Linked DNA regions of Zea mays: region 2 is linked to region 1. A link is a contact called in public Hi-C data. All regions are on one chromosome and are shown on one strand. Each heading gives the region's core, a stretch centred on a gene start, on an enhancer-like site or on the middle of the called end of the contact. The rest is flanking DNA. Distances are from core to core; before and after follow the strand shown. Region 1 holds the start of LOC103646394. Region 2 holds the start of LOC100284772 (22.0 kDa class IV heat shock protein).

What was found. Hi-C and Micro-C count contacts between places; a contact is called where the count stands out from the background.
Region 2: a contact with region 1 is called in a Hi-C map of leaf, with 3 times the contacts expected there. The contact joins the promoter of LOC100284772 here to the promoter of LOC103646394 in region 1. A contact is called at or near these places in 10 of 25 Hi-C or Micro-C datasets (bundle sheath, ear, endosperm and 4 more) and 1 of 3 datasets of contacts at active chromatin or transcription factors (leaf).

What each region holds. Positions count from the first base shown.
Region 1 is chr2:47,581,815-47,585,225 of Zm-B73-REFERENCE-NAM-5.0, reverse strand. It overlaps LOC103646394, which reads right to left and starts at 1,925. Exons shown (of 1, transcript XM_020549284.3): 1 at 1,110-1,925. The coding sequence starts at 1,728. The coding sequence ends at 1,387.
Region 2 is chr2:47,777,872-47,781,007 of Zm-B73-REFERENCE-NAM-5.0, reverse strand. It overlaps LOC100284772 (22.0 kDa class IV heat shock protein), which reads left to right and starts at 1,863. Exons shown (of 1, transcript NM_001157667.2): 1 at 1,863-2,787. The coding sequence starts at 1,986. The coding sequence ends at 2,612.

The sequences.
Region 1 (3,411 bases), core at 676-3,175:
TCTCCTGATCAAAAGCAACATCTAGGGCAAGGACTATCTTGTCGACCATACTGCTAAGGGGGGTTGAATTCGTCTCCTCTGAACATAACAACAACACTTGTACTCTTGGGCTTCCCTTACGGCTATAAAAGGAGGAGTCCAAGGTCCCCAGAGGGAGAGGAGGAAGGCGCAACACTTATCATTTACTCTTCACTCCTGACATTGGCACTTGCCTCAATCACTTCTAGATATTTAGTACTCATTCTCTCTCTCGACTAGATTGTACTCCCTACTACGAGCACCTCAGTGCAAAATAATATAAGTCTCATCCACATCGCTGAAAGTAGGGTCTTCCCTTGTTCGAATCAAGATAAATCTCGTGTCTTTTTGTATCACCATGTGGACCAGGGAGGCACGTAACACAAAATTCACTTGTTAGTTAGGACAACCGGTGTCCAAACACCAACATATAGCAACTATTAATTTTTTAGCTAATCACCATTGCAGCTCCTCTAATGTGATTTGTCCTCCCAATCAGGCATCGGTCCGCCAAATCTCGGTTGGAGGAGGGGCCACGACAGGGGATCTCACCGGTTTTGAGAAGAAGCTAGCCAACTAGCCATGTTGCTCTGTTTGTTGCACACTTGCGCACGCACGGTAGGTTGGGCGCCTCCGTTGATTAAATGCTCGGTGGCGGGGGGCGTGGCAGCGCGCGCACATGGCGGTGTGGTGTGTGCTGAGGGTGAGCCCGTGAGGCCGGCAACGCCAGGACGCCTGCGCTTTAATCCTTATCCGCCGGCGGTCATTGAAGACGGCGGCGTGCATGCGGGCGGGTGGGTCTCGACACCCCATCCATCGGCTCCCAACCGTCTCGGGTCGCCGGTACCGGTACGTCTCCGCATTATCGTCCGAGCTCGTCTACCGTGCGTGCGGACGCCATGCATGGCCACGGACGGGATCCGAAGGCAGAAATCAGGCGTTATTATATGGCGGCCAACCAAACTGGTGTGGTGGTGGGAAAGCTCGGGCCTGTGCCTCGCGTTTCATCTTGTTTCCAGCATTCAACTGGACTCTTCACGTACGTGGTCATCTGGAGATCTCATGGTTGGGACGACGACACCGGCAGCTCGTTTTTTAGACGGTCATATTTGATAGCAATGTTTCATTAGTTATCAGTAGCAGCAGACACAAGTACAATAAGATTTAAGTACGGTCACTGGAGTGTGCAATATGCCATTGCGCACTGGGCACCACAGCGAGAGCGCCCCCTGTCCTACATGATTCGCTGCTACATGCCGAGATCGACACGAGCGAAGCAAGTCTCTTCACTTCAGGCGTCACGGCGTCACGCGTAGGCGGCGTAGCAGCGGTAACCAACTCTGCCTGTCGTCGATCGCGGCAAGCTAGCTAGGCCTGCGCTGCCGCGCGCTTCATCCGCGCGACGGGGACGAAGGGCGCGGCGAAGCAGGGCTCGACGCCGGTCCACGGCGGGTGCGCCGCGCTGGGCGGCGCCCCCGGGTGCGGGTGACCGTGGTGGCCAGACAGCGCCGCCACGCAGAGCTCGGCGAGGCGCCACGCCGCGCGCCGCAGCCACTGCCGGAGCCGGAGCCCGCGGCCGCGGCCGCGCGCGCCAGGGCCGCCGAGCCGGACCACGTGCACCTTGCGGCGGCCGTGGCGAGGCAGGCGGAAGGAGTGCGCGGCGGCGCGGCGTGGCCCCACGATGGCGCACGGAGGCGGAGCTTCCCCCATTCTTCGCGCCTTTGCTCGTTCTCGCTGCTCGCTCCGCGGCGCCTCCTCTCTCTCTCTCTCTCTCGCGCGGGGGGGGGGGGGGGGGGGGGGGGGGGGGGGCTCGTGGCCTCTGCTCTGCTGTTTCCTTTCCTTCTCCCTCTGTTGCGTTGCGTTCCCGTGCTCCGATCCTGTGCCGTGACTGTATATAAAGGGGGAGGGAGGGGACACCCACGCCGACACTAGAGTGCACACGTATTCTTAAACTATATATAAAACTAATATATGGATTAATAAATCAATGAAATGAAAACGCGGGAAACCACACCCACAAAAAAACTGAAGAGAGACGGACAATGCACTCAATTCGTTAGGACGAAACAAGCTGGCTGGAAAATGCTGATGCAGCGCAGCAGACACACTTTTTACTTTTTTTTAGTTAGTTTTATTGATAATGACTAGGACCAGCATCATTCCTGGAACAAATGGAGAGGGTCAGAGGGTTCATACATACTGCCGGTGACACGAAACCGAGGTGCCAGGACGAATCGTTGACGCGTCTTGAGACTTGCAGTGCATACATACTGCACCTCTGAAACGCACGGTGCATCTACTGCTACGCTAGCATGGCGCCCTAACAGGGCAGTTCAAACACGTTTGTCAGGGTTGGTGACGAGAGAAGGGAAAGGAGAAAGAAGGTGGGAGAAAGAAAGAAAAAAAAGGCCTGCACAAATTAAATGGAAAAAAAGGGAATCCCCATGTGTTCGTGTACGGTGCCAGTCAGCTTTTCTTCTCTTTCTGGTTTTCTTTGATTTGTACACAGGTGGTACTACAGCCACATCTCCCAGTGATCCATTTTTCTCTTTCCGGTTTTCTTTAATCTCTACAAGTGTACAACCACATCCCAGTGCTCCATTTTGTTTCATATATGTACAGACCTACTCGGGAAATGGAAACCCCTTTAATTTAGTTGTTTCATATAACTACGGCCGGTAGGTCACTTGATAGGAACAACAACAAAAAAAAAGAATATATGGAGTGGTAGCATCGTGTTTTCTATGTGCGCGTGCGTAAATGCAGTCGTCGTATCAGCATGCGTCGTATCAGCATGCACACACACGTACATATGGTAATGGGAGTCAGTGCACTGATCCCCATTAGCTTAGCAAATTAAGCTCTGCGGCGAGAGGTGGGCTGCCGTGTTGTCTTTGGTACGCTGGCGGCTGGCCGGCCGTATACGCATACGCGTCCGTATCCAGGCGGGTCGATGCCAAGGGAGTAGAAACCGGCAAACAGAGAGACAGAACCCCACCGAAGGCAGGCGGGCGGCGGTGGCGGTGGCCGTGGGGTGCCGCCGTCGACGCGTCACGCGGCTGTTGCTTTCTTTGGGCCATGATCCGAGCGATGGCCGCTCAGGACTCAGGAGTCACTACTGATGACACTAGTAAGAATCTAGGGATAGCGGCAATGACAGCACTAGCAGCGAGTGACATTTGCATCAGATCGTGCTGCCGGCCGGCATCCAGCCAATGATCTACGTACGTATATACTAATGTAGTCATCCGCCAGTGCCTGGTCTTGCTCGGCCCAACTAGAATGCATGGGCTGGGTTGGTCCTTTCTTGTCTTGGCTGTGCTGCACTGCACTGCACTGCTACGGAAGGAAGACGCAGCGGGCGGGCCACGCCGCCCAGGCATAGGCACAAGC
Region 2 (3,136 bases), core at 614-3,113, 200 kb before region 1:
GAGTTGATTCCACCAAAATTGATGGAATGAACTTATGATGCATCATCTCATGAAGTATAGATTGACTCCACAAACCAAACACACCAAAAATTTCCGAGCCGGTGGTCCTAGGAGTCTTTTATTGCTTAGAAACTTCACTCTTTGGCATGCTCGAAAATTTCTATAGTAATCATTACTCTATCCAAAAATTTCTTACCTTAAGCTTTTATTTATTAGGTGTCAAGGTAAGAAAAGAGTTTGGGACAAAATTTTGGCTTTTGAACCCTGTATAGAAGAATCAATGATCAATAATTAATCCGCGAGATTGAAAAAAAATACAAATATATATAATACAAGGACTAGTACACAATATACACTATGGTTATAGTCATTTAACGAAGACACATTCAGAGTGTCGCCGCGTCGTATTAACAGTTCGCGATGATTTGTTTTCTTTAAGACTGTGGTAGACTTTTCGTTTCTTAGATTTCTAACAAATTGTAGTTAACAAATAGCTAACAAATAAACTACCGAATGACTAAATTAAAATCAATTACTAAAAATATATACCATATAGGGCTCCATAGTTTTGGGCACCCAGGTGGCCGTCCACCCTACCCGCTCAGGGCTAGAGATGTCCAAACGGGTGGACCGTGCCGGCCCGGCACGGGCCCACCTTCGGCCCGGCACGTTTCGGCCCATTAGGTTGACGGGCCGTGCCGGGTTGGGCCACCGTGCCACATCCCAGGCCCAAGCACGGCCCGCATATAGCCGTGCCGTGCCGGGCCGGCCCGCAGCCCGCAGCCCGCTAAGGCCCGTCGTGCTTTGACCGGGTGGGAAGAAAAATAAGTAAAAAAAGATTAAAAATAAGCTTTTCTAGGATTTGAACCTTGGTTGGAGGGTTTAAAATGTTTAGCTACACCACTCTAGTCAATTAAACCAAACTTATTTTGTGTTTAAACTATTAAAGTTGCATCTAATATACAAATAAATGCACTGGAAAATAAAATAAAAAACCGGGCTGTGCTCGGGCCGGCACGGCGTGCCACGGCAGCGGCCCAAGCCCGGCCCGACTAACGGGCCGTGCCGGCCCGGACCCGTCAACCACCGGGCCGTGCCGTGTTCGTGACGGGCCAAAACCGTGTCGTGCCACGGGCCGCCCGACGGGCACGGCCCATTTGGACATCTCTACTCAGGACCGGCCCTGATCAACTGTCTTACTAAAAATCTATACCATATAGGGCTCCATAGTTTTAGGCACCCAGGTGGCCGTCCATCCTGCCCGCTCAGGACCGGCCCTGATCAACTGTTTTACTTAAAAATCTATACCATATAGGGCTCCATAGTTTCGGGCACCCAGTGGCCGTCCACCCTGCCCGCTCAGGGCCGGCCCTGATCAACTGTCATGGTGTGCGGGCGAGAATGGAGAAAGACCGAGAAATGTGGAGCGGAGATAACAGCGGAGACCGGAGAAATTAGCTATAGCTATCTACAGAGAAGCAGTTTTACGGTTTTGTTCAGATTTGCGGTACGTGTCGCAGTCTGAAGCAGAACGTTGTGCGTATTTGATAGCCTTTTTCCCTGTCGTAGCGCACGAGGCCCATGGGAAAGTGAGGTATGATCTATGAGCGCTGAGCCCACAAGAAACGGTGACTCGGCCCAGCCCAAAAAAACACACCGACTAAGATGCTTCGGGAGATCTCTCCCGCCATCAGGTCGTTAAGCCGTGCGGCAAGCCTCGGCAAAAGCCTGGAATCCTCTCGAGCTCATCGAACCTTCTGGCTCGCCGCCAGCGCGCTCCATTCTCCAACTCCCTCACCAACACCTATAAATGTAGTCGCCTCTGCGCCATCACCATCGCGAAGACACACTGGGTAGGAAGAGCGCAGAAAAAGGAAGCAGCAGCTTTGATCGGGTGGAGTTTCTTGCTCACTGATCGTCGAGTTCCTGTTCGATCGAAGTTCCAGGTGCGCACGTACGCACTGAAGCCTTTGGGGTCCGTGACGATGTCGAGGAGAGCCGCAGCGTTGTTGCTCGCGTGCCTCGTCGCCGTGACAGCGGCGGCGCTGGCGGACGGCGCGCTGCTCCCGTGGTTCGGCGGCGGCCGGCGCGGGCTCGACGAGGCAGCGGTGTCCGACGTGGGCCTCCTGGCGGCCGACCCGTTCCGGATCCTGGAGCACGTCCCGTTCGGCTTCGACCGGGACGACGTGGCCATGGTCTCCATGGCGCGCGTGGACTGGCGCGAGACCCCCGACGCGCACGAGATCGTGGTCGACGTGCCCGGGATGCGCAGGGAGGACCTCAGGATCGAGGTCGAGGACAACAGGGTGCTGCGCGTCAGCGGCGAGCGGCGGCGCGCGGAGGAGCGCAAGGGCGACCACTGGCACCGCGAGGAGCGCTCCTACGGCAGGTTCTGGCGCCGGTTCCGCCTCCCCGAGAACGCCGACCTCGACTCCGTCGCCGCCAGCCTCGACAGCGGCGTCCTCACCGTGCGATTCAGGAAGCTGGCGCCCGAGCAGATCAAGGGCCCGCGCGTCGTCGGGATCGCCGGAGGAGACGGTGGCGCCGAGGCGAAGGAGAGCATCGGAACTGGCGCCGGAGATGGTCATCAGACCAAGAAGGTGGAGCTCTGAACAGTGAGGTGGGAATTGGGATGACTCAATGACGGAGATGGCTCTGCGCGTGTGCGTAGTTTTACTAGTTTATGTGTTCGCGTTTTTCTTTTTTGTGACAGCGTATATGCACTTGTATGGAGTGGAAGTGTGCCATGTTTTACTGAGGAATAAAAACCTACAGTACTAGTGTACTACGATCTTCCTTCCGCTGAAAAACACAGTTGCTGATGATCTTGCGACTTGCGAGACTGTTTTTTTTACTAATTGGTAACTGCATTCTAAAATCTGAAAGTAATTTGGGGAATTTTATACGACTGTGCTTTGTGTGGGCGCGTCCACAACGTCTGAGATGGGCGACATTGGCGGAGCTAGGGGCGTGTTTGGTGTGGCGCCTAAGCCGCCACACCGCGCCACACTTTTCAGCCACAAGTGTGGCGCCCAATTTGGCCGCCACACTTGTGGCTCAAAAGTGTGGCGCGGTGTGGCGGCTTAGGCGCCACACCAAACACGCCCTAGATCCGCTATAACTAAGGACAAACTCG